Linked DNA regions of Sus scrofa: regions 2 and 3 are each linked to region 1. The links are chromatin contacts, called in public HiChIP or PLAC-seq maps. All regions are on one chromosome and are shown on one strand. Each heading gives the region's core, a stretch centred on a gene start, on an enhancer-like site or on the middle of the called end of the contact. The rest is flanking DNA. Distances are from core to core; before and after follow the strand shown. Region 1 has its middle 24 kb from the start of TXN2. Region 2 overlaps MYH9 (myosin-9). Region 3 overlaps LOC106510284 (apolipoprotein L3-like).

What was found. HiChIP or PLAC-seq counts read pairs in DNA pulled down with a chosen protein or histone mark.
Region 2: a contact with region 1 is called in an H3K27ac HiChIP or PLAC-seq map of alveolar macrophages. The contact joins two enhancer-like sites. A contact is called at or near these places in 2 of 2 datasets of contacts at active chromatin or transcription factors (alveolar macrophages and skeletal muscle).
Region 3: a contact with region 1 is called in an H3K27ac HiChIP or PLAC-seq map of alveolar macrophages. The contact joins two enhancer-like sites. A contact is called at or near these places in 1 of 47 Hi-C or Micro-C datasets (heart right ventricle) and 1 of 2 datasets of contacts at active chromatin or transcription factors (alveolar macrophages).

Annotation. Positions count from the first base shown.
Region 1 is chr5:11,287,481-11,290,180 of Sscrofa11.1, reverse strand. It overlaps a transcript of TXN2 not described here. Among named protein-coding and RNA genes, the nearest start is that of TXN2, 24 kb to the right of the region's middle. Within about 2 kb of position 1,275, at least 62 of the 83 cell types and tissues checked have an H3K27ac peak or open chromatin away from gene starts, as enhancers often do. A contact at or near this core is called in alveolar macrophages, where this site is marked.
Region 2 is chr5:11,450,134-11,452,833 of Sscrofa11.1, reverse strand. MYH9 (myosin-9) reads right to left here. Exons shown (of 45, transcript XM_021091538.1): 38 at 1,516-1,609; 39 at 1,482-1,513; 40 at 503-591; 41 at 278-401; 42 at 1-90. Among named protein-coding and RNA genes, the nearest start is that of MYH9, 86 kb to the right of the region's middle. Within about 2 kb of position 1,448, at least 9 of the 83 cell types and tissues checked have an H3K27ac peak or open chromatin away from gene starts, as enhancers often do. A contact at or near this core is called in alveolar macrophages, where this site is marked.
Region 3 is chr5:11,521,954-11,524,716 of Sscrofa11.1, reverse strand. It overlaps LOC106510284 (apolipoprotein L3-like), which reads left to right. Exons shown (of 8, transcript XR_002343910.1): 5 at 658-1,486. Among named protein-coding and RNA genes, the nearest start is that of MYH9, 160 kb to the right of the region's middle. Within about 2 kb of position 1,371, at least 33 of the 83 cell types and tissues checked have an H3K27ac peak or open chromatin away from gene starts, as enhancers often do. A contact at or near this core is called in alveolar macrophages, where this site is marked.

The DNA.
Region 1 (2,700 bases), core at 26-2,525:
CAGCTACAGTTCCAATTAGACCCCTTGCCTGGGAGCTTCCATATGCTGTGGATGCGGCCCTAAAAAGACAAAAGACAGAAAAAGAAAAAAGTATATATATATATATATAACTGAGTCACTTTGCTGTACAGCAGAAATTGGCACAACATTGTAAATCAAATATACTTTAATAAAATCGGTTCACATGTTAAAACATGCATGTATTTTGAAAGTGAACACTGTACTATTATTCTCTATGCCCTTGTATGTGTGAACATTTTCATACTAAAAATATTAAAGGACTATGTCACCACCAGCTATATATAGAAAGCCAAGTGCCAAAGTCATTCTAAACTCCCAATGGAAACTCTTAAATCATCTCACACACACACACACACACACACACAACTCATGTGTTTTTAATTTTAAATTTACCTAGCTCCTATCTCTTGCCCAAGGCTCCCAGTCTGGGATCTATCTTTCCTTTGCTTTAAAAAAAAAAAAAAAAAAAAAATTGCTTAAGGATGTGTTAAAGAAATCCAGCAAAAGACATTCTCCCTAATGCTAACCAGGATTTACTGCAACGCAGAAAAATAAGCACATCGCTGCTTTTAAAAACTGTACCCATGCCCCCCTAACATTGACAAACAAGACCGGGGACCAAGGCTGAACTCAGACACCAAGGATTCGGGTTACTTCCTACCCCTGGGCGGATCCAGTAAGCAATATAGCAATATTCTGACTCAAGTCCTGTGATTCTTGAGTGATTGCTCTTACTAAGCCATACCATGCAAGTTAGTGGAAGCAATTAACTTTTTTTTTTTTTTTTTTTTTAACTGAGCTCGATGCCAGGCACTTAGCAGGCGCCCGACGGGTTGGGCCATCCTTGAAAGGAGGCTGACTTTCCTCCCACTCTACTCCTGGCTTTCCGGAAGCCCAGCACTACCCTCTTCTCTAACTTTCGGCCAAACCCACCCCTGCCTGCTCGCTCGGCGAGTTCCAGGACCCGCAGGTGCGCAGACCCGGGCTGGGCCGGGCACGGTCCGAGTCCTGAGTGCCCTAATGTGAGCCGATGCCCCAGGGCAGCCTCTCCAGACGGAGAGGCAAAGCGAGGCGGGGCGGCGCTTCCCGGCAGGAAGGCGCTGGGGGGCGCGGCCTTGGAAGGATGCCCGGGGCGGGCGGGCGGGCTGCGCCGCCGCCGGGGGAACCGAACCGACGGACGCAGGTGACGACAACCGCTCTCCCAGGGCGCTGGGGCCGCGCTCACCTTATATGGGCAGGCGCGGCGCGGGCGGGGCGGGGCGTCCCACCCGGCCGACCCCGCCCCGAAGCCCGACGGAACCTCTGCCAGAACACTTTCCGCAAGGGCGCGCCCCTGCAGTGGTGCCCCCAAGTGCCCCGGGGCTCCCCCGGCCCCGGTCTCCGGGCTGAGACCCGCGCCAGCCCCGTCTTACCTGGGCTGAACTTGATTGACTCCCGTTGCGATTGTGGGCAGGTTTCTTCCCCTTAAAGGTCACAGATCCTCACTGGAGCACCTGGGGGCAACGAGGGAACCTTTAGTGAGCTCACCTTGGAGCAGCACTCACTCACCGAGCGGCACGGCTACCCCGAGTGGGCACTTTTTCTTAACTGGCACTGGGGAAGTCTCTGTAACCCCAGGCTCAGCCCTGGGCCTGGCTAAACATCAGCCATGGATCCACTGGAAGAGTTCAGTTGACTGAACCCTTCTTGGTGGGACAAGACTAAACCTAAGAGAAAGCGTCCAGCGTGAGTCAGGGCGCTGGTCACCTGGCCTGCTGTTTTCTCCCTCCAAATTCTTCTTACAACCTCGACCCTTTTCAGTTGCTCTGTCCTTTGCTCTTCTGTGACCTCCAGTCCACTCATTAAAGCCCTTCACAGCCTCTCAGGCGCCCACAGGCTTTGCTGACTGTGTATTGACTTTTATTTTGAGGGAGGTGAACCTGGGCATTTGGAAGTTCCCGGGCTAGAGATTGAATCCTTAACCCACTGAGCAGGGCCCAGGATCAAACCTGCATCCTCATGGATACTAGTTGGGTTTTTAACCTGCTGAGCCACAACTGGAACGCCGGTATACTGATTATTTTAAGCTGGCTATTTTTTTTTTTTTTTTTTTTTTTTTTTTAGAAGAGCAGATGTGAGAGAAACTATGAAAACTGAGCATAAGTTACCTTTTTGTAAGAAACATTTACATTTATAAGGGAAATTTCTATTTGTAAGTGTGCCTCCCTCTCTGTGGGAGGGAGAGTAGGATGGCTCTAAATTTTAGAAACTCTTCTCCAGGAGAAGATAAGGGTTTAAATCTGCATAAGAACCTCGCTCTCTTTTACTGTGCTTTGCCTGGGAACCTCCCATAACTGACTTCCCACCCCCAGCATCTTTTGTGTTTAAGGTGATGGCTTTGGCCATTCGGATAGCTACTCTGTTTCCTGGGTCTCTCCCATGCACACAGAAGCTATATACGTGTTAGTAAACCTGGGTTTGTCTTTCTCCTATTAATCTATCTTATATCAATATACCAGCCAAAGAACCTAGAAGGAAAGAAGTGGAAAACTATCCGCCTCTCCAGTGTTGACCCTCTCAGCTCAGTACACGGACCACTGACCCTGCTGTTCCCTGGAGGCATCATGCTGTTCCATGCTTCCCTCCTAGAAAGTCCTTCCCTTGCACACACTCAGATATACATTCATCCTTCAAGAAGGT
Region 2 (2,700 bases), core at 199-2,698, 160 kb before region 1:
CTTGTTCTGGCGCTCCAGCTGTTGCCGTGCGTTCTCGTTCTTCTGGGCGTGGCTGCGCTCCAGGTTCAGGTCGGTATTGATCTGGTCGATCTGCGAAAAGAAGGGCTGGTGACCTCGAGGACGGGCCCCAGGCTGGGGCAGTGGGACCCTGCAGGGCCCCCGATCACCAGGAAGGGCCCAGAAACTCCGAGAGAGAGCGCCAAGGAGACACAGGTGCCAGGACATTCTCCCTGAGCATCAGGAGGCATCCGCCACGGGCAAAGCCCTGGCCACCCACCTGCAGGTTCGCCTTCTTCAGCCTGTCGTTCACCAGCTCCGTGTTGCCCTGCTCCTCCTCCAGCTCCTCCTCCAGCTGCGCAATGCGGGCCTCCAGGCGCCGTTTCTCCTCCAACGCCAGCGCCCTGAGGTGGGCATGGGAGAAGTGAGAAGGGCCGAACCACAGGGGGTACCCCCCGCGCCCGCCTCCTCACCCCGCAGAACAGGCTGTGCCGGCCCTGCTCACCCTTTGCCGCTGCTGTTGGCAATCTCGTCCGCCAGCTCGTCCCGCTCCTGCTGGGCCTGGCGCTTCGCACGCTCGGCGGCGGCCAGCTCCTGCCGCGGGAACCCAGACCGTGACCTGCTGCGGCCTCGTGCAGCCCCGACAGCCCACCTCCTCCGTCCCCTGTCCTCTGAGCCCCCGGCCCCTCCCCTCGAAGCCCTTCCCAGGCTTGCCTCCTCCACGAAGCCCATTCTCATGAGCCCCTCTGAGGTCAAAGCTTAGGCACCAGATGTTTACATAACCCCCCTATCTCGGGGCTAAAAACTAAGCCAGGTGCTGGGGATGTTGCAAAAAATAAGGAATCATCCCGGCCGAACAGGATGCTGGCCCGTCCACATTCCGGGCAGACAGGAAGCCAGGGGGACAGGACAGGACAGAGACGTAAGCTAAGGCCAGAGAGCCAGGGCTCTGAAAGCCGGCTGGGGAGAAGGGGTTCACCCTGACCTTGAGGAGGCCTTGCCAGAGACCCACACGTGCAGAGGACACAGCCGGTCATGTCAGCCCAGATGCCTGGCCCAGCTGGGGGCCGAACCCAGCAGCCAGTGACCTCACCGCCCAGAGCCCAGGCAAGGCCTTCGCAATCTGCCTCGTGTGGGGGACGAGGTCGCCAGGGGGACACTCGGTGGGGTAAGCCTCCGGGAGGGAGCCTTCCTCGCCAGGCGCCAGCCAAGTCACGGCAGGCGGTGGTGATTAGCACAGAGCCTCATTTCACGCGAGGGAGCCTGTCCCAAGTGGTGACAGTTTAATTCACACGCAGGTTTTAATCACACCAGGGAGCCCTGCTCCTTAATGAAGCCCCGCAGGGCACTGGTTCACAAAGAAGCACCACCCCATTCCTGGAGCCTGGCCCGGCGGCCCAGGCAGGAAGGGGGAGCCTGAGCTGCCCCCTGCTGGCCAGAGGGCGGTGGCCCTGATGGTCCTGCTCCCGCAGGGCCCAGCTCACCTCCTGCAGCTGGATCATCTCGGCCTCCATGCTTTCAGCTTCTTCTCGTTCTCCTTGGCCTGTGCCAGGATCTCCTCGCGGGAGGCACGCGTGTCCTCCAGCTCCCGCATGTAGTCCTTCATCTGAGCCTGGGGGCAGGACAAGAGGCTTAGCACCCCCCCCCCACAGGGACACCCCGCCAACGGGGACTGGTGGCTGGTTCTCAGCCTGCCACCATATTCGACCTACTTAATTATAAAAAGGCAAAATGGTAAAGACACAGTGTCTCTTTAGCGTTTTTTGCCCTTCTGACCATTAGGATTTACAAAGCACTCTTAGGGGCAGCGTTGGTCCAGCTGCATTTTTGCTTTTTGTTTTCTCTTTAGGGCTGCACCTGCGGCAGTGGAAGTTCCCAGCCTAGGGGTTGAATTGGAGCTCCAGCTGCCGGTCTACACCACAGCCGCAGCCACATGGGATCTGAGCCACATCTGTGACCTACATCACAGCTCATGGCAACACCGGATCCTTAACCCATTGCGTGAGGCCAGGGATCAGAACCTGCAACTCATGGATACCAGTTGGGTTTGTAACTCGCTAAGCCACAACAGGAACGCCCCAGCTGCGTTGTTGTTTGCTTTCTACCACTTCCTGTGGACGTGGATCCTGTGCTTTGGCGCCATCCTCTGCACACTCACTGGTCCAGGTCAATGGCCACCTGCCAGGTTAGTCCCACCCCATGGCACGGTCACATGTCCAACAAAGGTTGGGTTCTTTTTAACTTGAAAGATCTTGGGTTCTCTTTAACTTTAAAGATCTTGAGAAAAAGCTTCTTTTTTCCTTTGGCAGATAGAATCCCAAGTGGGATCCCCAGGGGAAAGGGTGTGACCCTTGCTGGGCACAGCCAGGTGGTACCAGGTAGAACTGCCACCAGCACTGAGAGCATCTATGCCCTGCGACCTCACCACTGCCAGATGCGTAAGTCTGCTCTTGTTGTTGCTGGTTTGCTGGGTACGAGGTGGCATCTCAGAACTGCTTTTTGAAACGTATCACTGGTTAATTATTGATGAGGCCAAGTATATGTTCTGTGTTCCAGGCTGCTTCTCTGAACCATCAGCTCAGAACTTTCATCGTCCATTAAGGCTGGACCAGGTCACTATCTGGGTCAGGTGTGGTTTATCTGGAAATCTGCCACTAGGTGACTCAGTGACTATAACGTCACTTCATTTCTAGGTTAATACTT
Region 3 (2,763 bases), core at 122-2,621, 230 kb before region 1:
AAACTAAAGTCATACTAGTGAGAACAATCAGGAGGAAGGGAGTTTATAGGGGAAAAGTGACTGAAAAAATTTAACCAAGAAGCAATGTTTGCAAGTGTCAAATGTCAAACTTGGGTTAAATCTTGGCCTCTCCTCTGAATTGCTGGAAGAAAGCTCCTCCCTCTTTCCTCCCCTCAGCTTCCTCACCTGCAAAATCAGATCAGAGTCCTAGCCTGCATCATGGGGTAACTGCAAGACCAAACTGTACTGTGTGGTCCTCATGGGATAACACCCAGAACCTTCTGCCTCTCCTCAAAGCTGGGAGAAGAGGCCATAATGGCCCAGGGACATTTCCAGGGATAAAGCAGCCCTGACGAAGATGAGGCTGGCCTCCATGGGGGTTGGGGGTGGGGCTCCTAGGCCCCTGTAGTCCCTTCTCCTTGGGGGCAAATCAGAAAAGTCCAACAGCAGTCCAGCTGCATGGCTTAGAGGCTGTAGGACCTGCTCAGTTTCTTTATGTGTAAAATGGAGCCAGCAGTTCCTGGAGCTGATGGGAGGGTTAAACAGGAAATGTGTGGATGGTGCCAGCTCAGCACCTGGTGCCTGCTCAGCCCTCCGTCCACCGCGGCTCTTTGTTCAGGAACCAAACAGAAAACAGGACTGGCTTTCTGTTTACAGGTTTTCTGGTTGCCAGCACCCTGCCTTTCCTACAAGATTCCTCCACCTGGAGAGAAGATCTGTTGTCAAGTGGAAACAAACCTGGGTAGAAAAGCGCACTCAGCCCTTCTCACAAGCTTCTGCATCCATCCAAATGGCATTGACCGCCAAGGCTGGGCCTCCTCGGGCAGGTCGCTGGGACCTGAAAGTACTGGTGCTGTCCCTGCCATCAGGGAACAAGTCTAGAGGGACCTGACCGAAGGAGTGGAGGCCCCTCTCGCAGATTCCATGGCAGCAGAGCGGGGGACAATGGACTCCACAGGGGAGGGTCGCGGAGGGCTTCTCAGAGGAGGCGATGTCAGCTTTGGGCTTTGGAAGATGAGCATGATTTTTCCAGGTGGTAGGAGCAGGTGTTCCTGGCAGAGAACCAGTGTGAGCAAATGCCTAGAACTGGCATGGGCGTGACATTGAGCAGCCACAATATGATAAGTATGCAGTGAGCATCTGGTATATTCTGGGACTGTGCCAAGTGCTTATGGCACAAAGGTGAGTAAGGGAGGCAGACTGAGCTGAGCTAAGGACACCCTGGAATGTCAGGGCTGGGGTTGTTCTCTAAGGAGTCAGCAGGGCAGATGGGAATAGCCCAGGGTGGGGCCTGGTGGGCGGGCAGAGTGTTTGTTTGACCTGAGCGACTCAGAAGAGAGCACTTTCATTTTCTCTTTCGATTCTTCAGCTCTATCTGGGCCCAGAGGGTGTGTCTGGTTATTGCAGAGCCGCACAGCTGGGGACCAGATCCTCACGGTGAGAGGAGCTGCTTTGTGTTCACCCTCAGCCCAAGGAAGACTCCTGGGTAAGCAGGGGAGGGGAGGACCCCGCCCACCTCCCCATCCTCAGGACCACTTTCTGAGAAAAGCGTGGTTGTCACTGATTTACGGAGGAAGGGAAATCAAAGCTCCGAGAGCTCAGGGAATGGAGCCAAGGCCACACATTGAGCAGTGGCAGAGCCTGGATTTGGAGGCAGGCTTGTCTGACTGCTTCCTCCCACCCCCTGGGCCCCCAGACAGCACAGAGCTCAGGTGTGCCCAGCTCCAGATCTGAACTCCTGAGACGTGAGTGGTGACCCCAGGAGTCTGGTGGATGTGGGGGTGCTCAGCCCTCTGGGAAATTTGGTGGAAGCAGAGGGGGTGGAGGAGGGTGGGGGTTAGAGCCTCTCCTCCTTGTGTCCTGGCTTCCTGGAGGCTGCCCCCCAGGTGTGGTGCTGAGGCTGATGGTGATGGGGATTTCTTCTGAGATACAAGGAATCAAGGTTTGTTGACCCACCCTGAGGGTCTGCTCTGGGTGAGGCCCTGGGGATAAACTGAGCCCTGAGAGGGGAGGGACAGCAGTCCAAGCAGGGAGATGCAGGGCTTTGCCTTCCTGCCCTTGCTTCAGCCTCAGCTCAGGATGTGGTAGTGGGAGATGTAAGAGGTGGTCCTGTGTGTCCAGAATCAGAAAGACGGCCCGGAGGGTGGACGTGAGAAGGGATCACGGCAGAATATCCCCAGCAGGATCTCTGGGGGGGGGGGGGTTTGTTTTTTGTGGTTTTGTCTGTTTGTTTGTCTTTGCCTGCTCCACAAAGGAATTCCCTGGTTTTTTTTAAGGTAAAAATCCAAACTATAGGAGTTGCCACTGTAGCTCATTGGTAATGAACCCAACTAGTATCCATCAGGATGTGGGTTCGATCGCTGGCCTTGCTCAATGGCTTAATGATCCGGCATTGCTGAGAGCTGTGGTGTTGGTCACAGACTCGGCTTTGATCCCGAGTGGCTGTGGTGTAGGCTGGCGGCTGCAGCTCTGATTTGACTCCTAGCCTGGGAACTTCCATATGCCATAGGTGTCACCATAAAAAGCAATTTTTAAAAAAAGCCAAACTATAGACTCGGGAGTATAACAGGATGAGCGTGATCTTAGATCTATGTGTTTATCCAGACAGAGGCAAACTTTGGGGTTGTTAAATTCTCTTATCCCCCCCACAAAAAAAAACCCAGTGTCAAAAGGCCTGGTATTGCCCTCAGCTCTGCCCACCAAGGGCTGTGTGAACCTGGGCAAGTTGTTTTTCCAGAAATTGTTTGTTCAGCTCTCTTACCC